6 separate regions of the Sus scrofa genome follow, and all the other regions are linked to region 5. The links are chromatin contacts, called in public Hi-C, HiChIP or PLAC-seq and promoter capture Hi-C maps. All regions are on one chromosome and are shown on one strand. The core of a region is the stretch at or near the end of the contact, and the rest is flanking DNA. Distances in the headings are between cores, read along the strand shown.

Region 1 (4,183 bases), core at 296-2,795, 310 kb after region 5:
TGGGGAAGCTCCCAGCCTGACAGGGCATCCAGCTCCATGGCAGACGGGAAAGCCTGCACAAAGGGCAACAAACCATTGGTCAGGTGAAGGGGCAGCCTTGAGGCCAGAGGTGACATCAACTGCAGGGAGATGCTGAGCTGCTGGAAGCAGCACGCAGAACTAGTTCCCAAAGCAGAGCTAAAAGCACTTGCTGATGGGATGCAGGTGAAGGGGAGAGATCCAGAGCCACTGTGAACACCCGCATGCAGCCCCCCGCCCCCAACCCACTTACCATTGGCCAGCAGGTAGAGCACAAGTTCCTCATGGCCACAGAGGCAGGCATAGTACCTGAGGGGAAGGGACCCAGTGCTGTCAGGCCTGCAGCGCCACCAACCCTGACCACCCCTGCTCCCCCCACGGCACTCACAGCGGGGTGCTGTCCCACTTGTCCCGCACGTTCACCTCCACGTCACGCTGCTCTAGCAGATACCTGGGCAGGGAAGTCAGAGCTGAGTCAGGCCAGGTTCCTGGTCTGGAGAGCAAACCTTCAGGAGGGGAAGGAAGGAAGCCTCCCCAGGTGAGGGCGGGTGAGGGCTGAGCAGAACAGGAAAGGCACTTGAGACAAGGAGACCACGGAGTGGCAATGGGAAACCCAGCATCAGAGGCCCCAGAACTGAAGGGGCCTCTGGGCAGAAAGCCTTTGGGAAGGAGGAGAGGAAGGGGCCTCTGCCTCTGTGGGAGCCCTCTGGCTGCTTGGGGTGGCAAGGCCGAGCACGAGCTGCTGCAGGCATACTGGTGATGTGGAAATGACAAAAAGGTAGGTTCTAGAAGGTGGATGTCAGGAGACAGGGCAGCAGGTGGGGTGGGGAAGTGGGAATCAACAAGGGTGGTGATGGAGCCACCACAGAGGAGGAAGTGCCTTGGGGGAGACACCTGGGCCGACCTCAAGAGCGCTCCCAGCAGCATCACAAGTGGCACCTGCAGCGGGGGAGCTGTGCGGGTCAGGAATTGGCGAAGGTGGGCAGGTGCCTCCCATCCCAATCAGGCAGCCCACGGAGATGGCGACTGCAGCGCCCAGTCAGCTCTAGCCGCACTTGGGGAGTTTCCGAATCTCCGAGGACTAGAGACCCCAGCTCCGGGTCCACAGCGCATCAGAAACGAATCGCGGAGTCCCAGGCCGGCCCCCAGGGTCTGGCGCCCGGGCCCTTCTCTTCTCTCCGCGCTCTCCTCTCCCCCTCCGGGCGTTCTCGTCGCAGTACCTTCCTCCGGGACCCCCTGGAGGAGTCACGCCAGAGCTCCCCGATCCCCGGCTCCACCCCAGAGCACTGTGGCAACCTAGGCAGCCCTGCTTCGGCGTCTGGGCGCCCACGGGGGAAGGGTCTGCGGCGGGGTCACCCACCCGGCACCCTCCCGGGGCCAAGGGTCCTCACCGCACTCGGCCCACGTCCCCCTTCCTGCAGCTGGAGAACAGGTCGCACGTATCCATGGCGCGGACGGCCCGGACCCCCGCCAGGCGACCTCAGAGCCCCGGCCGGATATAAACACGCCCCGCCCCGCCCGGGCGCTCGGCAGCGGCGCCTGGCGCTCGGAGGACCGACTCGGGCGCGCTGCCCCGCCCCCACCCCAGCCCAGAGTAAGAACGAGTCGCTTAGGCGGACCACGGGCCGGCGTGCTCTCCCGGCGGCTTTAATAGGGTCCCGGGCGCCCCGCGGGGCGTCGGGTCGGGGGGGTGGGGGGTGCCGAGATGCGTCGAGAGTCACTGGAGGGGGAGGCAGAGGACCCCACGCCGAGGCCCGGGCCGGGCGGGGCTCAGCCCCTCACAGGTGCGTGTCCTCCTCAAACACGTCTGAGTCCTCGGGGTCACGCTTGCCCCCCATGAGCGCGCTCCATCCCCCCGGGCCGTTGACCGCGCCGCCGCCATTCAGGCTGGGCTGCTTCTCCTGCATCTCCGACTGGCTGTCGCTGGCCACGTCCAGCGTGGGGTTGTCGTGGCAGCCGTTCTCCACGAAGCGCAGCTCCTCGCCGTGCGACTGCGGCGGGAGGGGCGGCTGGGCGGGCGCGCCGGCCCCGCCGCCCCACATCCCTCCAGACCCTCCCTAGACAGGGGACCCCTGTCGGACCCTCGACGGACAGCGGACAGACAGCCCCTTCTGGTCCTGTAGCTCAACTCCTTTCTTAAAATGACCATTGACCCTTTACACTTATCAGCCTTGTGGCCTCCCTGACACCGTCTATCCCTCCACCACCCCAGAGACTCCTAGAAAATAAGGGAGGTGTGCACTGCCTGCACCCCACTCCCACCCCCAACCGGGGCGTCTGCAAGGCCGCCCTGCCCAGGAGGAACTGGGCCCACAACCCACACCTCCAGCATCTGACAACCAGGAGCTGGGCCCTGGACAAGGACTTCAACTCACAGTACCCACCCCCTAGTAACTGCCACCTCACTCACAAATAAGGACCCCAAGTTTCAGGTGCCCGGCTAGCTGGACCCCCTATACCACCCGGACCAGGCCCCCTGCCCACCCACCCTCACGCTCACCACGTGTTTCAGCTTGGGCAGCCGGCGCTGCCAGCAGTTATAGAGCAAGCCCAGCACGATGATGACCACACAGATGGCACCGATGACCACCAGCACCACAAAGAGCGTCCCGTAGTCACTGCGCACCTGGCTGGCCCGGGCCTGGCAGCTGCTTGTAGTGGAGTAGTTCTGGATGCCAATCTGGGGACAGGAGGGCCGGCTTCTGAGCTGAGGTCCTGGGGTACTAGGTCTCCCCAGATTGGAGCTCAGGGTGGGCAACATGCCTGGCCTGTGCTCACCAAGGACTCTGCCCACCTCCCTTCTCAGCCTTCCCTCACATACTGGCCTCAGCTCTGCCCACCCCAACTCTGCTTGTGCGGAGATCTGGCCCTAAATGGACTTGCAGGTAGCCTTAACCCCCACCCCCACCCCCACCGCCCCAGGTCTGGCCCCATGCTGGCACAGTCCCAACCATCCCCCCACTTTGAAAAAAGACAAAGGCACCTGTGAGCCCCTCTCTTCACTTTTTCCACCACATACCCACCCATTCAGGCTCCTGAAACACTGCTTCCCCTGTGGGGGCAGGGGTGTTCTGCTATCATTCTGGCCATGTGAGCCAGAGAGTGTACAGGAGGCTGGGATGATCCACATCCCAGGCCATCCCCAGCCTCTTGGCTTCCTCCTCTGCTCACTGGAGTGGTCCCAATGTGACCAGCACCCTCCCACACAGCAGGCAGTCCTGGGCAGGCTGGCCTTCTCTGTCCAAGAGGCTGCTTTGTCCCAACTGGGCATCCCAGGTGGAGGGGAGCAGGAAATGTGAAGTGCCACCATCAGATGCCAGATGCCAGGGGGAGGGTGCTGTCTTCTGGCTCTGGGTGCAGAGACCTGGGAGGCCCCCTTTCTGCCACAGGCCCCCTTTCTAAGGCCAGGTACTAGCCCTTCTTCCTGTGAACCACCTATGTATTTCTAGTACTCTTCCCTACTCTTAATTTATCAAGGTCAGTGCACATGCTAAATCTGCCACATACACTTCCAGACCCAGCATGCCTTTGGGCCAAGTCAGGCTCAATGAAGTGTTCAGTAAAGCCAGAATACTGAAGAGGGGAAGAGGCAGGAGGGTCTGTAGAAGGTTGAGCTCAAGTTTCCACCAGCACCTCCTCCCCCGCCCCCAGTTCATGAACCTCAAATCTGCCAACTTGGAACAGCTCTTGGTGGCCATCCAGGTGGTGCAGATACAGCCTCATGGTGAAAGGCCCAGGCTCTTGAGTCATTTAGGTCTAGTCCAAAGCCTGACTCTACTGCTCACTAGCTGTGCCATCTGGGGCGAGTCACCTCCCTGCTCTGGGCTTCAGCTCTCGTCTTAAATGGGGTATCAACAGTCCTCAACAGGGGCCTCGCTCATTGCCCACAATCCCTGGGTGATGGTGAAGGTGGGATGGGAGAACTGAATGAAATCTGGCTCTCAGCACCCAGTCTGTTTATCAAAACCCCAAACAGCCTCAGAGGCCATCCTTCTGCCCTGCACAGGCTAGATAAGGAGGCAGGACGCATGGGTCACTGGATAAGGAGGCAGGGCCCACAGTCACGCATGCCTCAACTCTGCCATCACACACTACAGGGCCCTGTTGACAGGCCCCTGGATTCCACAGTGAAAGGCAGGAGTCTGGGGGACACCAGGCTGTCCCC
Region 2 (4,001 bases), core at 30-2,529, 380 kb before region 5:
GAGCTGCGTCTGCAACCTACACCACAGCTCACGGCAACGCCGGATCGTTAACCCACTGAGCAAGGCCAGGGACCGAACCTGCAACCTCATGGTTCCTAGTGGGATTCGTTAACCACTGCGCCACGACGGGAACTCCCCAAGTAAGTCTTTTAGATAGAAAAGTTTCTCTCTGGTAATTGCTTTTTCTGGTCTGGTCCTTATTTAAATTCTTTTAGGCAGTTAAGGGAGAGCTACAGGCTTTCCCTCATATTGCTGGATACTGACTGCCTTTGGCTCAAAGCAACCCGCGTGCCAAGTTGGCACACTTGGGGTGGCTATTCCGCTACCCTTCAGGGCTCGTGAAAACCACAGAACATCAACCTGCCTTGAAAAAGAAAGGAGCGTGCTACAGCGCGAGTGAACCTTGAAGACTTTATGCTCAGTGATGCACACCAGTCACAAAAGGACAAACACTCCAGGCCTCCTGTATGAGGAAAGAACGGTGGTTGCCAGGGACTGGGGAGGGACAAATGTGGAGGTACCCTTTCAAGGGTACAGAGCTTCGGTCTTCGGCAAAATGAACTTATATAGAGCCTGATCACAGAGCAACGCGATGTATTTAATGCCACTGAACTGCACACTCGAAAGCGACTAAGATGGTTAAGTTCCACGCTGTGTGTATATCACCGATATTAAGTGTTTTTTAAACTTACACAGGATGTGTTTCACATTAATTAAATAAGCAAAGGGTCTCCGACCCGACGCTGTGCTCAGAGGCAGCCCGCTCCGCCGCCCCACCTCCCGGCAGGCCTCCTGGGTTAAGCGTCACTCTGAGGCGACCCCGCGGCCAGAGAAGAAAACCTGCGAACCTGGAGCCCCGCACTGAGCCTTACACATGTCGTTCCCAATGGAACGTTTCGGGATTTGCGTCTTCGCTCGAGGAGACCGAGGCCCCGTGAGTCTTAAAGGAAAACACCAAGCCCGCAACAGTGGGCCCCCATACACTTCCTGGGCTCGGCTTCTCACTCTGTACCTTTCGCGGCAGGTCACGCCTCAGAAAGGAGGGACATAGCTCAGACCCCGGGTCACTGCTGACTTCGCGGCCCAACGAGGCGCTCTGAGGGCGGGGGAGCCGGGTGGGGAGGGAAACACGCCGCCGCTCACTTTCATTTCCGGCCGCCCAGCCAACGCCTCCATCTTGTGCCTTCTGCCGCTTACTGACAACAAAGGCGCCGGGAAATTCCGCGGGAGCCGTCTTTGGCTAGAAGCCTGCTGCAAGCCCTACGCCAGGATCGCCGCGTGTCCCAGAAACAGAACAGCTTCTCAGCGTTCCGAACCGCCCCATAGGCAGCCGCCATTTTGTACGGCAAACCCCTCTATTTCCGCGACCGGCCGCTGACGTAACTGGCGAGGTGCAAGCCAACAAAGGCCGCGCTCATGCCCTCTGGCGGCGGTACAGGAGCAGCATCGCCAGCTTTGACCTGCGGGGGGACTCTGCTTCCGGGTCTTCTCGGGGGGCGTGGCCCGGACCTGTGAGCCGAGCTGGGGCGCGGCTGCGGTGGCCTGGGAACGTGTGTATTGGCATTGGCGCGGGCGCTGTGTGCTGAGCCAGCATGGCTTGATGGGCTCGGTGATCTGTTAGTCACCGTGTCGGAAAGGCCCGTGCTGTTGTTGCCATTTACAGATGAGAAAACAGCGTCCACCTTGCCCTCCCCATTCAACCTTAGTGGAGGTGGCCCGGAGGTCCCTCCTTTATATAAAATGGGGTGACGTTATCTAATGGGCAGGGCAATTGCAAGGACTGAGTTTTCCAATCACAGTATCTCCTTAAATCTCCGTTTCTTACCCACTCGTAATAGTAAGAACAGCAACCCCTTACAGCATGTGTACCACTTGGTCTACAACCCTATGAGGCTCGTTTTACAGGTGAGGACAGGGAGGAAGGCTCAAAGTCCCCCAATAGCTGGTATTGGGGACAGTTTGGGGTGAGAGATTGACTAACTGTAACTGCTACACATTCTCCCTGTCAGGTGTGTGCAAAAAAGGTGGTAAAGTAACGGAGCCCAACCCTCATAGTTGTTGCAGCCTCCTGGGACAGACACTGGGGCTTCTAAGGCCAGGCCCCTCAGGGGAGGAAAGAGATGAGGTAGGGAAGAAGAGGGGGAGTACCAGAGGGAATGGGCTGGAGGCACCGAGAAGCATCTTTGTCCCTTCTGCACCAAAAGTGAGGAAATGGCTTTCAGCCTGAAAAATGGGAATCTGGGATGATAGTAATGATGATAATTGCTACAACACACTGAGCAGTTACCACAGCTACCACAGTAAGCCTTAATCCAGCCTCAAAAATGGAGACAACTTGGGAAAAGTAGGTCCCTTATCCTTGGCAGTCTTTTACTTACCTATGAAGCTAGGGCAGAGAGGATCCCTGTCCTGGCCACCTAGCCAAGTTGTTATGAGCATAGAGTTTTGGTGTTCTCTTTGCCATCTGATGTGGCTTTTTTTTTTTTTGTCTTTTTGCTATTTCTTGGGCCGCTCCCGCGGCATATGGAGGTTCCCAGGCTAGGGGTCCAATCGGAGCTGGAGCCACCAGCCTATACCACAGCCACAGCAACACAGGATCCGAGCCACGTCTGCAACCTACACCACAGCTCACGGCAACGCCGGATCGTTAACCCACTGAGCCAGGGCAGGGACCGAACCCGCAACCTCATGGTTCCTAGTCGGATTCGTTAATCACTGCGCCATGACGGGAACTCCTGATGTGGCTTTTGAGGGAAGATGGCGTTGGCAAGGCTGGGGAAAACAGGCGCTGTGACACCTACAGGTGGAAATGTATGTTTTTACACCTCATTGGAAGCCAAGCTGGCAATATCTGTTAACATAGAACTAAGGCCTAGGAAATTATCTTACAGGTGTATTGCCCCATATGGACAAAAAGACAACCCAGCATTTTTTGAATACCCAAAGCCTGGAAACAATCAATAGGGAACTGGTTTGTTAAAAAGCATGACACATTCATGTAAGAGCACAGTGCTCTTACAGCATGATCACCTAATTCACCTACAACTGTCACTGTTTGGCTGCAGATAATAGAATACTCTTCTATTGTGGTTTAAATAAACAAGTGTTACTCTACCTCATTCAATAAGTAGTCCAAGGATGGGCAGATCTGAGGCTTGTATGGGCATGATGTGCCATCAGGGACACAGATTCTTTTAACATTTTAAGAAGTTTTTCTTGGAGTTCCCGTCATGGCGCAGTGGTTAACAAATCCGACTAGGAACCATGAGGTTGCGGGTTCGGTCCCTGCCCTTGCTCAGTGGGTTAACGATCCGGCATTGCCCTGAGCTGTGGTGTAGGTCGCAGACGTGGCTCAGATCCCGAGTTGCTGTGGCTCTGGCATAGGACAGTGGCTACAGCTCTGATTAGACCCCTGGCCTGGGAACCTCCATATGCCGCAGGAGTGGCCCAAGAAATGGCAAAAAGACAAAAATAAATAAATAAATAAAAATAAAAAGTTTTTCTTATTGTGAATGATCATATCCTGATAACTACACACACATATATACATATAAATATACATACATGCGTGGAACATAAGTGTTCAAATTAGTAAATTACTGTAATATGAATATCTATATGACCACTACCTAGGTAAAGAAAGAAATGCTGGGAGTTCCCATTGTGATTCAGTGGTAATGAACTCAGCTTGTAACCATGAGGATGAAGGTTCGATCCCTGGCCTCCTCATTCAGTGGGTTAAGGATCTGACGTTGCCGTGAGCTGTGGTGTAGGTCACAGATGTGGCTTGGATCTGGCATTGCTGTGGCTGTGGTGCAGGCCAGCAGCTGCAGCTCTGATGCAACCCCTAGCTTGGGAACCTCTGTGTGCTACACGTGTGGCCCTAAAAAAAAAGAGAAAAAAGAAAAAAGAAAAAAAAAAGGAAAGAGAATGCTGCCAGCATCCCAGAGGCTCCCCCTGGAGCTGCTTCACCCCTCATGCTTGAACGTCCCAGGTAGGCA
Region 3 (3,992 bases), core at 141-2,640, 280 kb after region 5:
AGGGACAGCCCAGGTCAGGTGAGGCCCCAGCAGGGACAGCCCAGGTCAGGTGAGGCCCCAGCAGGGACAGCCCAGGTCAGGTGAGGCCCCAGCAGGGACAGCCCAGGTCAGGTGAGGCCCCAGCAGGGACAGCCCAGGTTAGGTGAGGCCCCTGCAGGGACAGCCCAGGTCACGTGAGGCCCCTGCAGGGACAGCCCAGGTCACGTGAGGCCCCTGCAAAGATGGCCCCTGATAAGGTGATGCCCCTGCAGGGTCAGCCCTGGTCAGGTGAGACTCCTCCATGTACTGCCCCAGGTCAGGTGAGGCCCTTGAGGGTATGGCCCCTGATTAGGTGAGGCTTCTGCAGGTATGGCCCTCTTCAGCTGAGACCCCACTGACTGGCCTCTGGGTCTTTCTGGTTGCACCCTCTCACCCCAAAGACAGATCTCTAGAGACCCCCTCTGGCTGAGGTGGAGGAGGCTGTTCCCTGGGCCCAGCCACACTGTCAGGGTGCAGAGCACAGGGCTGAATCCTGGCCTTCTGACTCCTCCCCCAGAGTGCACTCTTAGCAGGTGAAAGGTTTGTTTCATGGCAGCTAGTTAGTTCCTGGGAAAGACTCCAAAATCCTTCAGGCTGACAGCATGAGCTGCACAAGCCTATGTACCCAGACAGGCCTGGGAAGATGCCCCCCCAGTGTGAGAATGCAGGCCCCCCAGATCCCACATGGCATTTCATTCTTCCGGCCCCTTTTCAACAAACTGGTCTATCTTTAGCCTGGGGTAGAGACAAGGCAGACAGAGACTCCTGGTCCAAAACACTGTCTGTGCTCAGAACAGGTGAAAATTAGCAACAAAAGTCCTGTTCAGAGCAGGCCCCCTGCCCTGGGGACAGAGGCGACCCCTTGCTGCCCAGCTAGTAGGTATCACACCCTGAGCCTGCCTCCGCCTCCTCAGTGGCCTTGCTCAGTAATACTGCAGGAGGGGCTGCAGGTTGGAGACGCCTCCTTTTTCTGGGTAAAACTCCCAACCTCCCTGGGTTTCTGCCTGGGTTCAGGGTCAGGGCTCAGCCAGCCAGGAGGGTGATCCTCTAAATGACCTTCTCTGCCTCTTGCTTGGAGTCTGGGGTCAGAGATGCAGGAGCCAGCCCAGTGCTTCCAGATGCTTCCAACCCCCAGCCCCCACCCCCATCACCCAGGGCACCTAGCCAAGCAGGGGAAGCCGAGAGTGGCTAGCGTGAAGCTAGCACTCTTGCCAGACACATACTGTCTCATTTCCCCTCCATCACCATCCTGTTAGGGAGGAAAATGTTCTCAATTGACGGATGAGGAAATGAGGTCAATTGTTTTGCTCATGGTCAGAGTGAGTGAGCATGGTACCTTTCACCCTGAAACCGCCCAGGATCAACTCTAGCCCACTTCCTACCTGAATGTCACTCCTTTGTTATTAGTCACCAGAGTCCAAAAGGCCCTGGAGCAGGGGGGTTGGAAGGGGAGCGGGAAGGGCCCGGAGAATTGCCCTCATTTGAACCTCAGGTGAATAGACCCAGGAGTCTGGACCATGCTGTGACCACTAACTGGCCCTTGAACTTGGCAGCAGCAATGCACTGAGGGGCATTGTTTCCTCTGCCCCTGCAGCTTCCTGTTCTGTCTGCCTGGGGCTGCACTTCCCCCTAGAAACCTGGCCGTGTCTGGCCGTGCACCCCTGTGCCCCAGGGATATGGGCAATTCTGGCCTCCTTGGCATAGGTCAGCTTGCTGAGCTGCTGTAAGAGGGAGTGCTTGTGACTGCCTCCCTTACGTCAAGCATTTCAGTGGCAGAAGCTTAAAAATGATCATTGGGAGTGGTTAAAACTTGCTGGATCAATAAGAAGTCCTTAATCACTAGTCCTTCAAGTGATGGGGCTGCAGTTCACCCAGGAATGCCCTAAGGGCAGGTCAGGAATACACAACACTCCGTGATTCATGCTTGGCAGGAGGCAGACCTCACTTCCAGGGGAGTTGGCCTCTGTCACGGTGAAGTAGTTTGAGGTCCCAGCTCTGACTGTGACGTTTGCCACAAAGGTCGCCTCGCTCCTGAGTCTCCACGCTAAGTAACATTGGCTCTGCTCATTTAGCCAACCATGGCCTACTTGGCTTCTCCTCGGGGCAGAAACCAGAAGGGCCCAGGGGCAAGCTCCATAGGAACTAGGTATCATTTGGCCTCCTGGCAGCCCCCAAGCTTCACTTCACTGTCCCATCTTACAAATGGAGAGACTGAGGACCACAGACCTTCTGAGGTTTCTAGAACTGGAGTTGGAATCCACATATACTGGGCTCAGTGTCTGTGAGCCCGATTCGTCTACCTCCCTGCCTTCCTTTTCCAGGGGTGGGGGCTAGTGACAGTGTCTGATCGTGGTGGGGGCCTGGCCCCCAGATTATCGTCAGGTGATGAGATCTGGGTTCCCTGTGCAGCCGGGGTCACTGTGACTGCTCTGGCTACACAAACCTGACCCAGCCGTTCGAGGTCATGACGAGGGTAGGGGGGGTCTTACCTCCAGGGGCCCCTCTCCTGAGAGGTGTCCCAGGGTCCCTCCATGCTTCCGAAGGATTATATGAAGAATTTGGGACACTGGGTTGAAATGACATCAGGAACCATAGTATCTCAGTCCATGTCATTTTTGGGTGAGCCACTCCCTAGCACCTCTGCCTCTTCCTGTCTTCCCTCGGAAGGAGGTGCAGGGCTCTCTTGGTTGATGGAGGCTGGCGGAGCGGCCTCAGCCAGCAGGCAGCCTGGACAAGTTGATGTTTTGGGTGTAGAGTCTGTCAGGCTTTCTCTCCCAGCCCCCTGCTTCCTCACCATGTGATTTCAGGACCCCTCCTCAGCCTAGTCTTTCTTTGTCACATAATCAGCTCACTCGCCCTGCTCAGTTCTTCCTCCTCCCATTTTCTCCTTTCTCTATTGACCTTCAGGCTAATGAAACAAACCCTAAAAGAGCAGCAAGAAAGCCAGTGTCTTCATCTTCCCCATGTGATGACACTTTTCCTTTTCTGGTCTCTGGGGAAGAGGCTAAGAAGCACCTCATTTTTTTTTTTTTTTTTTTTTTTTAGGTGTGACATTATTGCCATCGAAGATTTGTCTCTATTCAATCATGTTTTGTTAGAAATGTGGTCGTTGAGTTCCCGCTGTGGTGCAGTGGGTTGAGAATCTGACTGCAGTGGCTCAGGTTGCTGCAGAGGTGCAGATTCTATGCCTAGCCCAAAACAGTCAGTTAAAGTATCCAGCATTGCCATGGCTGTGGTATAGGTCACAGCTGTAGCTCAGATTCGATTCCTGGCCCAAGAACTTCCATATGCCGCAGGTGTGGCCATAAGAAAGAAAGAGGGAGAGGAGGGAGGGAGGAAGGGTGGAAGGAAGAAGAAAGAAGGAGAGAAAGGTGCTTGGAACTTGACCGGTTCAGAAAAAGAGCTCAGGGTCAAGGTGGTACAAACATCTCTCACTGTGGCTCCTTCAAAAGGGCAGCTTGCACATCAGACGCGTCCATGCCCCTGGTCCTGCCCATCAGGGGCACTTCCTCTACCCGCCACGGTATGTAAGAGTCACCTGGGAAGCTGGACCCCACCTCAGACCAGTTGGGTTAGAACTTCTCAGGGTGGGAAGGTGCTTCTCTCAGGCTCAGACTGCCAGCCCCTTGAGCTCTGGGTGTCCTGCGAAAATGCAGGGCCTGAGCTCCAGGAGCTGCGGTCTGAGGCCCACATGCAGAGTGGGGGCCAGAGGGTCAGGAAGGCTCAGGGCCGGATGGCGGCTACGCCCCTTTTACACTCCAGCTGGACGGGAAGAACTGGGCTTCAAACAAGCGCCATCTTTCTGGGCGACAGGGCACTTTGGGCAAAAGGCCATGGGCGACTATAGGCTTATTGTGCCTGAGAGGGAGGGCGAGGTAGTCATTGAAACTGCCATGAATTACCTGGTGCCTCCAGGGGCCAAATGTCTCTCCAGAAATGGTTCTCCTCATTTGTTTTCCCTGAGAAAGCTCCCC
Region 4 (4,190 bases), core at 117-2,616, 280 kb before region 5:
TGAGGGGACCGAGGGCTTTCCTCCCTCCTCGGATTATTAAAAAGTTCATTTCCTGGCGAATCGGGTGACGTCAGGGGCCCGGCGTCGCGGTGGCGGGGCTGCCCGGCCGGAGAAGCCGCCTCCAGTTACCCAATTACCGACTGTCAATCCTGCTGCCCCTCCCCCCACCGTCCCTGGGGTGGCCAGGACCCCTGCCCTTCCTCCTGCTTCGGACCCATCCAGGATCCCTCTGGGCTTCTATCCCGAGAGCAGTGGACCCGAGGGGAGAGGGCTGGAGGATGTCGATTACTCCCTGTTACCGCCCCACCCCCGCACCTGTCTCAGTGCCCCCAAATTTCTTTGTTTCTAACACCCCTCCTGGGCTACAGGCTCCCTTCGAGCCTCGGTGTCCTCCGTCTGTACAATGGGAGAGAGCAAAGAGATTAGTGCAGCCGGCCCACTTCACCCAGAGCTGGATCTCTGGGCTGGAGCTTGTGGAGAGCAGTTCCAGGTGACTTAGGGAATGGAGTTCTCAGACCACCATCTCCATCTCTCCGGGGGCCGCCTTAAGGACTCCCCCCACCCCAAGAGGAGAGGGGAAAAAAAAAAAAAAAAAGCCTCCTCCTGCCCGGAGGCGTCTCCTTCGAGCCGGCGCTGGCGCCAGTCCGGGTCTCCACGGCCTCGCCCCAGGCAGTTCGGCCCGTTGGTCTGCGAAAGGCCACGCCCGGGAAGGGGACGCCCCCTCCCCCTCTCAAGAGTCGCCAGCCAGGCCACCTCCACCAGGTCAAGCAGTCCTAAATGGCCTCTGGTTCGAGGCCCAGGTGCCCACGGAGGCTCTGTAATTTCTGCCCCTCACCGCCCCTGTTGTCCTGCAGCTATCCACCCAGTCCCTCACCCGGCTAGCGCCCGAGTTGGCGGAGGGAACAGTCCGGGTAGGTAGTTGGACTCCCGTGGCCACGTTCAGTGGTAAAGGAGGTGGGATCCGAGAGAGTGGGCGGTCTGGGGTTCTGGGGAGAGGACTTCAAACACCCAGAGGGTGCGCAGCCTAGGCTCCCGGGGAGGAGGTCCAGTAAGAGGTTAGTTACTGGGAAGAGAGTCCAGAGGTTAGAGGAACCAGGAGTGTCCGCAAGAGGGGGAACAGCGGTTGGCCTGCGGGGTGCTGGTCCCGGAGGGGAGCGCGTCGGCAGTAGGGGCCGCCCGGAGGGCGCGGGGAGGGGGCCGGCAGGCGCAGGGGGGCAGGCTCGCGGGTCAGTCCTGGAGTCCGGCGGACCGGGAGTTGCGGGCTCAGCCAATGGGGGGCGGAGGCTGGGCGGCGCGCGGCGCTGATTGGCTGGCGCCGGCTTCTTAGGCGTGAGCGGCCCCCGCTTCATGTCTGTGCAGGAGTCGCGAGCTGGCGCCAGGGCGGCCGGAGGATGCCGAGGGGCCGGAGCCGGGCGGGCCTGAGGCCGAGGCGCGTGCTGCCCCTAGCTCACACCCTGTGAGCCCCGCCAGCCGCCCGACGCACTGTCCCTGAGCCCTCAGTCCCCCCCACCCGGCTCCCGTAGGTGCTGCCGGCTCTGAGGCCGCGCCCCCCTCCCTGCGGCGCTGCCGCTGCGTAAGTTTGGGGTTCGAGAGCTGGCCGGTGGCCTGGGCGCGCCGGGGTCCTGAGAGGTCATTACGGGGGCCTGGGCCGGGGCGGCTGAGGGTGACTGCTTTGGTGTGCCTGGGTGAGAGGTCCCGATTGTGTTGCCGGGGATTGCGCGGGGTGGCTCTCTCTTGGCTGGTGGGGCTGCGTGCGTTTTTTGGGGGGAGGGGCGAGGTCAGTCTGTGTATCGGCGCCAAGTGTAGCTCTGCGCGTGTTGCTGGCATCTTGTGCCACTCATGGGTGCGTGGGTGCCTGCCTTCAACTTCTAGCCTGTTTATGTACAGGGACGGAGCGGATGGTGGTGGCGGCGTGTCTGAGTAAAGTGCTACTCTATGTGCGTTTGTTTGGGTCACTGGTGTCAGTGCTTGTTCCTGCGTGTGACCCCGTGCGCACAAGTGTGTGGTTCTGGGAGCCGGGTCACCATGTGTGCGTGGCTCAACCGGTTCCCCTGTCCTCCTTTCGTTTTGAGCTTTGGGCTTTCCTCCCACCCAGGACTGGTCCGTGGCTGAGGCTCAGCCGCGCTCACGACGCCGCGTGGCGGGACTTTAGGGGTGTTGGGCCGTGGTGGCGCCCCTCACGCCCCTTTCATCGCGCAGGGACGCTGCCACCGCCTCCGCCCAGATCCCGATCCTCCGCCGCCGGCCATGGAGGTGGCGCCCGAGCAGCCGCGCTGGATGGCGCACCCCGCCGTGCTGAATGCGCAGCACCCCGACTCGCACCACCCGGGCCTGGCGCACAACTACATGGAGCCCGCGCAGCTGCTGCCTCCCGACGAGGTGGACGTCTTCTTCAACCACCTCGACTCGCAGGGCAACCCCTACTACGCCAACCCGGCCCACGCGCGGGCGCGTGTCTCCTACAGCCCCGCTCACGGTGAGCCCAGGGCCCCTGGGTGACTAGGAGCCCAGGCGCTGCGCTCTCGCTCCCGGAGCGAGTGGGGAGGAGGGCCCGGCTGCCTACTTCCCGGATGTGGGATCTGCAGGAATTGGAGGAGCTGAGAAATCAAGGCGGGAAAGGAGAGGGCATCGGCCTCTTGGGAGGGTCTGGGCTCCGTAAGGTTTCTGCCCATTTCCAGCTGGCCTATTGAAGTCCCCTCCAGGCCTTGTCCAGGGGGGTCCTTCTGTGCCACTTGTCCTTCAGCTCTGGACTGACATTCCTGATTATTGCCGGTTGGGGTGTTGTGTTTCTGGTTTTCTTTGGGAGGGGGTTACTTGGTTGTTGTGAGTTGTGGCCCTGGGTAGCTGGGTCGGGCTGGGCCCAGCCTGCACACACCCTGACCCCTCTCCCTGCCCCCCGCAGCCCGCCTGACCGGAGGCCAGATGTGCCGCCCACACTTGTTGCACAGCCCAGGGCTGCCCTGGCTGGATGGGGGTAAAGCAGCCCTCTCGGCTGCTGCAGCACACCATCACAACCCCTGGACCGTCAACCCCTTCTCCAAGACGCCACTGCACCCTTCAGCTGCTGGAGGCCCTGGAGGCCCCCTCTCCGTGTACCCAGGGGCAGGGGGTGGGGGTGGGGGAGGCAGTGGCAGCTCTGTGGCCTCCCTCACCCCCACCGCAGCCCACTCTGGCTCCCACCTCTTCGGCTTCCCACCTACACCACCCAAGGAAGTATCTCCTGACCCCAGCACCACCGGGGCTGCCTCCCCAGCCTCGTCCTCCGCAGGGGGTAGTGCAGCCCGGGGGGAGGACAAGGACGGCGTCAAGTACCAGGTGTCACTGACTGAGAGCATGAAGATGGAAAGCGGCAGTCCCTTGCGCCCAGGTCTGGCTGCCATGGGCACCCAGCCTGCCACGCACCACCCTATCCCGACCTACCCCTCCTACGTGCCAGCTGCCGCCCATGACTACAGCAGCGGGCTCTTCCACCCCGGAGGCTTCCTGGGTGGCCCTGCCTCCAGCTTCACCCCTAAGCAGCGGAGCAAGGCACGCTCCTGCTCAGGTAAAGGCAGGTGCGGGGGACCTGGTGGAAGTGGGGATGGTTTGTGCTTTGGGAGAGGGGGCTGTGGTATGGGAAATGGGGCAGTGTTAGTTTCCCAGATCTGGGGATGGTTGAGGTTCCTCTCTAGTAGTCCCCAATAGTGTTTGAGACCTCAGAATGGGGGAGAAGTTACACTAAAACTTTTGCCCTTTTCTTAAGTGTTCCTGGTGGCCCCAGAGTTTATTTCCCTCCCCCACTCCTCAGGCTCCCCTCCCAGGTTGGCCATTACCCACCAGAACACAGAGCAGGAGTTCCCCTTTCCCCTCCAAGTCTTAAGTGAAAATTCACGCAGCCTCATGACTTAGCGCGTGAGAGAATGCAATATGCAGGTGCGAGCAGTGAGGCGGTGTATACGTGTGTGTACGTGTTTGTGAGAGTGTGTGCGTGCTGTGGGTGCACTCCAGTGGCTCCAGACCCTTAAGGAATCTGGATCTCCAACTCTATCAGTTCAATCTTGGGATTTCGATGGCTCCCAACCTTCTTGGGAGATTTTCCCCCAAGGCAAAATTCCCAGGACCTGCTCCTGCTCCCTGCCTCCCGGCGTGTCCTTTGTCCTTCGCTCTCCCTACCTGAGGGCTGGCATGAGGAGATGGGGCCGTAGGGGCCC
Region 5 (3,906 bases), core at 963-3,462:
TAGTATCCATGAGGATGTTGGTTTGATCCCTGGCCTTGCTCAGTGGGTTAAGGATCTGGTATTGCTGTGAGCTGTGGTGTAGGCTGCAGACACAGCTTGGATCCTGCATTGCTGTGGCTATGGTATAGGCCGGCAGCTGTAGCTCTGATTTGGCCCCTAGCCAGGGAACTTCCATGCTGCAAATGCGGCCCTAAAAAGACAAATAAAATAAAATAAAATACTCTTTTAAGCTGAGGTCTAATTAAGCATGGAACCAGAGTCCTGATTCTCTGGTCAGCACTGGCTGTAGTACCTTTGTGTCGACCACTGTCCACAGGCCTCAGCAAGACAAGCACATAAAGGCGACAGGGATGGATATTCAGATACTGCGTGAGAGAATGGGCTGAATTCATAGACTGGTCTTCATGCGAATGCTCCCTTTCCTCCTCTCACTCACCAAGAGAGTAAGGAGGCAGCCAAGAAAAGGCAACACAACTACAGGCTGACCAGTAACATAACATGCTTGCACTGAAATGATTCTTTACAGGAAAAAGGAGTGGACAATTTTTACAGACTCACTTTTTTAATAACCAAGCCTCCTCTCCCGTATGCAGCTAAGTTCAACAGGAAAAAATTAAAAACTGTTTATCCAGTGTTGTCTACTGTGCCCCTTAATAGCCCCCAACCCACCCATGTCTCCCAGCCCACTCCCACAGTTCACTCTCTACTGCAAACGCCTCTCAACCACCAAATCTACTATCCCGCCCCAGAAGCAGCTTCCTAATCTGTCTGGCTCCCACTGTTTCTCAGCCACACTTTCTGTTCTGTTGATACTGAACCACATCTAACACCCTCCAGCTACTGATCTCCTTAAGCTTAGCATGTTCTATATTCCTTATGCCTAGAATTCCTTTCCCCCTTTTTAAGGAAAATATTCTGCTGTAAAAACCACCATCAGACATCATGTCTCCCATGGTTAATCCCTTCCAGAGCCACTGTGCTGTACCCTGCACATACTTCCACTGCTTCATCCACCACACTCAGTTACAAGACCAAGGTCACACAGTTATTAAGAGACTGTGCGAAGGATAGGTCCCAAGCACAACCCTGCCTCCAGAGCTAGGCTGCTGGGGATGGACAGACAGATGGGGATGGGGACACACACACATACAACTTTGCCTATTAGCCCATCAAAGCCAGCACATATGTGGGGCATACAGAAAGAATGCAACAATGAAAATATATTACTGTTAATTCTCTTTAAGAAACCAATGAAATTTTTCTTCTTTGTTTAATAGTTTTACATACAATGACAACACTCACTGTCTTCGCCTGTAGCTAACTGTGCAGCAGTGGAAATTCTGATAAAGATTCAGCAAAGCTCTACATTTCTATCTTTCCAGGTTTTAAATCACCAGCAGTAAAAGCAGGCTTCACAGAATGAATGCCCTTGTTCTCAGTAACGGGACAGCCCACAGAAACGGTACTAACTCAACCATACAGAGTAAAGTGACTACTCTTAGCTTCCTGTAGCAGCTGGATACAAGGAGCATCTCCTGGAATACTGACCAGTCCACGACCTGCTTCTGTTGGAGCTGAAGGAGCAAGGGCTCCACCTAAGCACCCTGAAGCTCCTGAGGCCCTATCCACTCGGGCCAGGATCCATTTTCCGGGCAGGGAAAACCCGAGGCTCTGCTCACCGGTGTAACCTCTGCAAACGACGCTCCAGAAAAGCACGGCGGCTCGGCGGAGGCTCCCACACCGGCAGGCCACTTGGCTCCGCTCGGGGCAAGGGGGGTCCACTCGGCGTGTCGGGGTCATTTGAACGGGGTGCAGGCAGTTTCCCACGCCTTCCCTGAACTTACCTTCCGCTCCGGCTTCTGAATTTCTGGCAGGATGACACAGAAGGGCTTGATGACCTCCAGAAACTTGACTTTGAGAGGAGAAACAAAACAGTGTTAGGGCTGAGGGTCCGCGTGCCGCCCCGGGAAGCCGTCTGCCGGGCCAGGTGGGGCAGGGCGGGGGACAGGGTGGGCTTCGTGGCTGGGGCAGCGGGGTCCCGTTCCCGCCCGCGTCGCCGAGGCTGCCCCGAGGGACTCACTCGCCATGGCGGCGGCTGCTGGGCTCCAGGTCGGGCTCCGGGTCGCGCTCCGGCTCCGCTGCGCTGCGAGTGCAGCTCTACTGCCCGCCCGGCCTGGTCCGGGGCGCCGCGCCTCGCCGAGAGACACGTCAGTGATAGCGCCGCGGCCGGGCTCTTCCGCTTCCGCTTCCTGCCACGCTCTGCGGCCGCGCACCGCCTGCACAGGTACCACAATTCCCGGCGTACAGCGGGGCCCCGAGGCCGATGAGGAGGAGGGCCGGGGTCGGGGGGGTCGGGGGGCGGGGCGTGCGGCTGCGCAGTCTGGTCCGCGAGCGCCGAGCAAGGATACCGACTCACCTCTGTGCTCCTCGCAGCACCGGCGACTAGTTACGCCTTAGATTCTGACTTCTTTGGAGCAGGCCTGTCCCGGCGCTACCTAGGTGCCCGGTACTCACCAGGTGTGCGGTGGCGGGGCGACAGTGGCACCCGTTTGTGGGGTTTTTGAGCGAGGCCGGGGCCCAGTTCGTGGTCAGGAGGCTCCTGGGAGGAGCCGGGTCCTGGGTCCAGGGAGGCCTCCGGGAGGAGGCGCCCCAGGGTTGCGAGCGCAGCACCTGGTGTGACTGCCCGAGATCGTGGAAAGAGAGAAGTCGTCTTTGGCTGGAGCCAGGGCTGTGTGAAGGGGAACCTTACGATTTAATGGTCTTGGGGCCGGGGCGGGGCGATGGTGCTAGACGGTGAGTTCATTTTCCCGGCACCTGCAATCCACGGTGGCCCATGGTAGGTACTCAGAAAGAAGGGAAAGAGACTGCGCTGCCCGCATCTAGAGGAGGGAGGTTTCTTGGAGCGGTCTGCATCCGTACTGGTAGAAGTTGGAGAAGCAGATGTGGCAAGATGCTTTGTGCAGTGTTAACTTAGGGATTGTTATTTCAGTTTTTCCCTTCCTGTTTTTAGCAGTTAGCCAGGACTTGTAAATCCTTGATTCAGAAGTTTTTGTAAAACAGGAAGTCTTTTCTACAAGGTTTTTGAAAACCTGACCCATGGGTGGAAAATTCAAGTGACTGCTGGAACTTCTTGAAATGACTCAGGTGTGGCATCATTTGATACTTTTCCTCACAGGGAAAAGTAAGCTCTGCTACTCTTTTAGGGCTGCTTCTGAGATCACGCCCCATCTTCCGGTCCAGGATTCCTTCATAATCTCCTCTGGGGTTTTGGCCAGAAACTGAAACTGTCAGCCGCTGTACTAAGTTCAGCAGATAGATCAGAGCTGATATTTAGCCCATATGCACCCTGAACCATACTGATGGTGAAAACATTGAAATACTTAATGGTAAAGTGTATCGTGGTAAATGTATTGTTGCAGTCAGCTAATACAAGTTTTCATATAAAATCATTGGTTTGTACTGACAGTTTTTAAGACATTAGTACCATAGAAAATGGGCTTCCACAGAATTTGTAGTTCCCATTGTGGCTCAGTAGGTTAAGAACCTGACTAGTGGAATTCCCCTTGTGGCACAGCGGAAACAAATCCAACTAGTATCTGAGGATTCAGGTTTGATTGATGGCCTCGCTCGGTAGGTCAGGGATCTGACGTTGCCGTGAACTGTGGTTTAGGTCAGACTCAGTTCAGATCCTGCGTGGCTGTGGCTGTGGTGTAGGCTGGAAGCTATAGCTCCGATTTGACTCCTAGCCTGGGAACTTCCATATGCCATGAGTGTGGTCCTAAAAAGCAAAAAAAAAAAGAACCTGATTAGTATCCATGAGGGTTCCAGTACAATCCCTGACCTTGTTCAGTGGGTTAAGAGTATGGCATTGCTACAAGCTCTCTCGTATGTCACGGACGTGGCTCG
Region 6 (4,432 bases), core at 1,064-3,563, 360 kb after region 5:
TATTCTCTTGGATACTACTTGGATTTTCACTGAGACACAATGGGAACTCCCTGACTAGATGTTTCTGAAAAGATACACAAATGGCCAATGAACACATGAAAGGATGCTTCACCTCATTAGCCATCAGGGAAATGCAAATCAAAATCACAATAATAAACCACTTCACAGGCACCAAAGATGGCTAAAATCAAAAAGAAAGTGTTTTATACAGAACGTGGGGAAATCAGAACCCTCATGCACTGATGATGGAGATACAAAAGGGCGCAGCTGCTAGAGAACAGTCCTCAACATACTGAGCTGCCATCTGACCCAGGGATTCCATTTCTAGGTACCCAGCCAAGAGGACAGAAAACATCTGTCCACACAAAAACCTGGTATAGGAATGTTCATAGCAGCATCACTCCCAACAGTCAAAAGATGGACACAGCCTAATTAACTGATGAGTGGATACATAAAGTGGGACACATCCGTAACATGGAATGTTACTCAGTAATACAAAAAAATGAAGTACTGATGCCTGCTTCAACATGGATGAACCTTAAGAAACATCACAGTGACTGAAAGAAGCCTGCCCTGAAATACCATATATTGTATGATGCCGTGTATATGAAATGTCCAGAACAGGCAAATCTAGAGACAGGAAGTACATTTGTGTTCGCCTAGGGCTGTGGTGAGGGCAGGGGCATTGGAAAGAAGAGGAATGAATGTTAATGGGTATGGGTTTTTTGGGAGGAATGATAAAAATGTCCTAAAATTGATTGTGATGACAGTTGGAATTGCACATTTAAAATCCTATCTTCTTTACTTATATCTCAATAAACCTGTAATTTAAAATAACACAAGTCCACAAGCATACAGTTTATCTTTCTTTTCTTCCTGCTTTTTTTAGGGCTGTACACACAGCATATGGAAGTTCCCAGGCTACAGCTGCCGACCTATGCCACAGCCACAGCAATGCCAGATCCGAGCCTTCTACACTGCAGCTCAGGGCAACTCTGGATCCTCGACCCACTGAGAAAGGCCAGGGATCAAACCATCTTCATGGATACTAGTTGGATTTGTTTCCACTGAGCCATGACAAGAGCTCTCCACAAGCATACATTTTATATTGCCTTTAACATACACATAAAAAATAACAGGAGTTCCCATTGTGGCACAGGGGTTAACAAATCTGACTTGGAACCATGAGGTTGCAGGTTCAATCCCTGGCCTTGCTCAGTGGGTTAAGGATCCAGCGTTGCTGTGATCTGTGGTGTCGACTGAAGACGCAGCTCAGATCCTGCGTTGCTGTGGCTCTGGCGTAGGACAGCAGCAGCTCTGATTAGAGCTCTAGCCTGGGAACCTCCATATGCTGCGGGAGCGGCCCTATAAAAGGCAAAAAAACAAAAAAAATAAAATAATAAAATCTAAAAAAATTTTTAAAAAGTCTCAGTGTATCTAATTCTACCTATATATCACATCTCCTATTATCTTTTCACTCAGTTTTTTCAGATCAATCCATTATTAAAATTTTTAATTGCTCAATCCTCATATACCAAAGGAAAAGCCTTTCCCTCCACCCCCCTACTCTGCCAGCTGTCCCCTCACGGCTCCCCTTCAGAACCAGACTTCTCAGGTTTCCCCACATATAGTTGCTACTTCCAGACCTCCCCTCTTTATCCTACTCACACTGCACTGAAACTGCTCACCAAGGTCTACCATCAAGTTCCCTGTTACCACAAACACCATATTTCAACTTAAGATGTACATTTAAAATGATTTTCCAGTATCTCTAAACTGGGATGTCTTAGGGTTGATGGCATCTAACCATAAGTGTTGGTGTTTTTGTATCAGTAGCACATAAAACAAAGGTGGCTCTTACAGCACATGGCATCTTAAGTGCAATGAAACATGGCACAGTGGACAGCTTGTCACCCCACCTGGTCTTGTCCCAAGTGACCTCAACCTTCTTGAAAGTCCTTCTGGCTGCCATCCCCGCCCCTCCCCCAGCTTCCCCCACCCCCAACATTTGCTCACCCCAGTGTCCTTAGCTGGCTCACAAGTAGGCACTCAAGCTTCCAACAGCAGTTGCCACTCTGCTCTCAGCAGGCTGATCGATCACCCAGCCCCATGGGGACTACAACTTGGCTGTCTAGATTCAAAGTTACCTGTGAAACTGTTTCCCTCTTCATTAAAAGGAAGCTCTCCATTGTCCCTGGACCTCAACCTAGGTCTCCAGCCACAAGCTTCCAGGGAGAGGCCAGTGCAGTGCCAGAAAGAGCAGGGCTGTTCCCCAAGGCCCAGTCACCTCCAGGCCCTCTGGGTGCACCAGTATGTGTGAGCCCCCGACTCCAGATAGACACACAGACAGCAACTGCCAACTGAACTCCCCAGGAAGACCCACACCCACAGACAAAACCACTCTTCCAGGCTGACCTACACCTGCAGAAAACCAGAGGCAGGAGACAGGGCAAAAAGGGAAGTGCAGGGAGGCCTGAGGCACAATGCCAAAGATGTAAAGTTGAGACCAGTATTCAGATTTTACTCCATTTTATTAAAAACTAAAACTACAGGAAGGAGAAGTGAATGTACAAACAAGAGCATGGGGAAGTGGCCAGGCAGGAGGACAGACTACCCCACACAGGGGCCTTGCTGGGATCACCCCCACCACGAGTCATCATCCCTGACCCCAACCAACCTTCCCTCTGGCAGAAGCCAAGGTTGCAGGGCTATGTGACCAGTCAGGGTCCCCTCTGTGAAGAACCCAAATGCTGCCTCTACTCAGGAAAGCCTAGAGAACCGCAGGACCCAGTTCAGAACACACAGCAAGTAAAGTGACCTCGCTCTTCGTTCAGGCAATGGCAGCACAGGCAGCAGGACAGAGACATCATGCCAAGATTGCCTCATGAACCCCATCTCCCAGAACAGACCCTGGGTGTCCTGAACACATGCCACACCACCCCACAGAAGGAGGTTGGTGGTGGGCCACTGGCGGGCAGCTGAAAAAGCAGCTCTGGGAAAGGTGGTAACCCAGATGGCAAGAGCAGAGGAAATGAAATCACCAAGCAGGACTCGAGAGTGAGGAAACATGCAGCTGCAGGCCAGCCACACCACCTTCCCTCTAGGACTGGCTTGGTTTCCTGAGCAGACCTGCCAGCATCACACAAAAACCCCGTTGCTCAGAACTGCTGAAGGATCACCTTCCGCTTCAGATCATGGCTGAACTTGTTCATCCTGAAGAGCTCACTGTCGTAAAAGGCAGACAGATTGTGGATGTTGATCTGACGAGCCTGAAAAGAGGGGTGTGCAGTGAGCCAGGAGGACTTGCTGCCCAGCCATGGGTGGCAGGGGCTCCGTCTCCATCACGGGGAGGGTAAACAAGGCCAAGTAAGTGGCTGGAACTGGACACGGGGCTTGAAAGCTTAGTGTGGACAGCTGCCTGTGAACTTGGACAGGGGTGTGGCTGCCCTGTGCCCGGGCCCTGCAGAACGGGTGACAGTAACAGGACACCCAGTGACTGGCTGCAGGCAAGGTCGCAGTGTGCAGAACCAGGCTCAGCACAGCACACACATCCGTGAAGCGGCCCTCAGCCCTGCCTGGCCACTAAGCACAGAGGATGCTCTGCCCAGGTGACCTGCAGCCCCAGGCCGCCCAAGCTCCCTTCTGGCCACACCCTACCTTGTCCACCAAGTCCTTCTCGGGCACTTCAATAGTGTCCTGCTGGGCCCCAAAGCGGCTGCGCTGATAAGCCACCTGCTCAGCCACCAGCTGCTTCAGGATGAAGAGCAATAGCTCATTGTTGTCCCGCCGGAAGGACAGGTAGCGGGCGAAGGTCTGTGGAGAGAGGTGGAGTCAGCCAGCCCACAAGCACTCAAGGCCGCTCCAAGTAAGATTGGGTCCGGCCCCGCCCCCATGCCGTGGCGCGCCCACCTTCCGCATACTGCGCATGACGCTGAACTTCTGTGTATCCACGAAGCTCTCCAGCATCACGCGGATGGCCATGTTGACATCGTCCTCCATCACGTAGTCCCGCAGGTGGATGCGCGCGTGGGCCTCAGCCATGCGGATCATGGACTCAATGTGCCGCACTGTGATGGGGATGCTGCCTGTGGCCTGCAGAGAGGGTACCTCAGGTCTCCCCACGGAGGCACCCCAACGGAAGGGGCAGTGCTGACGCCCCATCAGGGGCTCATCGGACTGAGGGGCAGCCCCACCCTGGGCCGGGTGAGACCACACCTCCTCCACTCCTTCCCAAAGTGCCAAAAGTGCCCGGGGGACGCTGGAAGCTCACACCTGCCACTGTCCGCCCTGTCTATGCAGCTCCTGCCAGCTCACCACGTGAGTACAGAATCTACACGCCAGTGGGAGCTGGACTTGTTACTGTCCCGTACCAGGGATTGCACGGTGCAGCCCAGGGTCATGGAAAAGCTATCTCTGCTTTCAGGAAAGCCAA

What was found. Promoter capture Hi-C pulls out the DNA fragments that hold promoters and counts their contacts. Hi-C and Micro-C count contacts between places; a contact is called where the count stands out from the background. HiChIP or PLAC-seq counts read pairs in DNA pulled down with a chosen protein or histone mark.
Region 1: a Hi-C map of embryonic fibroblasts shows a contact between it and region 5, with 3 times the contacts expected there. The contact joins the promoter of ABTB1 here to the promoter of SEC61A1 in region 5. A contact is called at or near these places in 2 of 5 promoter capture datasets (fetal liver and liver), 7 of 47 Hi-C or Micro-C datasets (alveolar macrophages, embryonic fibroblasts, heart right ventricle and 3 more) and 2 of 2 datasets of contacts at active chromatin or transcription factors (alveolar macrophages and skeletal muscle).
Region 2: a contact with region 5 is called in an H3K27ac HiChIP or PLAC-seq map of alveolar macrophages. The contact joins the promoter of RAB7A here to the promoter of SEC61A1 in region 5. A contact is called at or near these places in 1 of 5 promoter capture datasets (liver) and 1 of 2 datasets of contacts at active chromatin or transcription factors (alveolar macrophages).
Region 3: a contact with region 5 is called in an H3K27ac HiChIP or PLAC-seq map of alveolar macrophages. The contact joins the enhancer-like site here to the promoter of SEC61A1 in region 5. A contact is called at or near these places in 2 of 5 promoter capture datasets (fetal liver and fetal skeletal muscle), 3 of 47 Hi-C or Micro-C datasets (epiblast stem cells, heart right ventricle and retroperitoneal adipose tissue) and 2 of 2 datasets of contacts at active chromatin or transcription factors (alveolar macrophages and skeletal muscle).
Region 4: an H3K27ac HiChIP or PLAC-seq map of alveolar macrophages shows a contact between it and region 5. The contact joins the promoter of GATA2 here to the promoter of SEC61A1 in region 5. A contact is called at or near these places in 2 of 5 promoter capture datasets (fetal liver and liver), 1 of 47 Hi-C or Micro-C datasets (heart right ventricle) and 1 of 2 datasets of contacts at active chromatin or transcription factors (alveolar macrophages).
Region 6: a contact with region 5 is called in a promoter capture Hi-C map of fetal skeletal muscle, with 2.9 times the contacts expected there. The contact joins the promoter of PODXL2 here to the promoter of SEC61A1 in region 5. A contact is called at or near these places in 1 of 5 promoter capture datasets (fetal skeletal muscle) and 1 of 47 Hi-C or Micro-C datasets (epiblast stem cells).

What each region holds. Positions count from the first base shown.
Region 1 is chr13:72,577,680-72,581,862 of Sscrofa11.1, forward strand. ABTB1 (ankyrin repeat and BTB/POZ domain-containing protein 1) reads right to left here and starts at 1,546. Exons shown (of 12, transcript XM_021069446.1): 1 at 1,410-1,546; 2 at 407-469; 3 at 272-327. The coding sequence starts at 1,465. PODXL2 (podocalyxin-like protein 2) reads right to left here. Exons shown (of 8, transcript XM_021069445.1): 7 at 2,519-2,698; 8 at 1,631-2,009. The coding sequence ends at 1,797.
Region 2 is chr13:71,885,479-71,889,479 of Sscrofa11.1, forward strand. RAB7A (ras-related protein Rab-7a) reads right to left here and starts at 1,280. Exons shown (of 7, transcript XM_021069433.1): 1 at 1,144-1,280.
Region 3 is chr13:72,550,116-72,554,107 of Sscrofa11.1, forward strand. The region is part of intron 5 of MGLL (monoglyceride lipase); the gene reads left to right. Among named protein-coding and RNA genes, the nearest start is that of ABTB1, 27 kb to the right of the region's middle. Within about 2 kb of position 1,391, at least 23 of the 83 cell types and tissues checked have an H3K27ac peak or open chromatin away from gene starts, as enhancers often do. A contact at or near this core is called in alveolar macrophages, fetal liver and retroperitoneal adipose tissue, where this site is marked.
Region 4 is chr13:71,987,974-71,992,163 of Sscrofa11.1, forward strand. GATA2 (GATA binding protein 2) reads left to right here and starts at 1,367. Exons shown (of 6, transcript NM_213879.1): 1 at 1,367-1,573; 2 at 2,200-2,476; 3 at 2,903-3,544. The coding sequence starts at 2,248. LOC102160340 (a long non-coding RNA gene) reads right to left here and starts at 578. Exons shown (of 3, transcript XR_306929.3): 1 at 1-578.
Region 5 is chr13:72,267,629-72,271,534 of Sscrofa11.1, forward strand. SEC61A1 (Sec61 translocon alpha 1 subunit) reads right to left here and starts at 2,213. Exons shown (of 12, transcript NM_001244354.2): 1 at 2,081-2,213; 2 at 1,845-1,912. The coding sequence starts at 2,087.
Region 6 is chr13:72,627,866-72,632,297 of Sscrofa11.1, forward strand. PODXL2 (podocalyxin-like protein 2) reads right to left here and starts at 2,314. Exons shown (of 8, transcript XM_021069445.1): 1 at 2,148-2,314. It overlaps MCM2 (DNA replication licensing factor MCM2), which reads right to left. Exons shown (of 16, transcript XM_003483239.4): 14 at 3,910-4,092; 15 at 3,658-3,813; 16 at 2,513-3,269. The coding sequence ends at 3,159.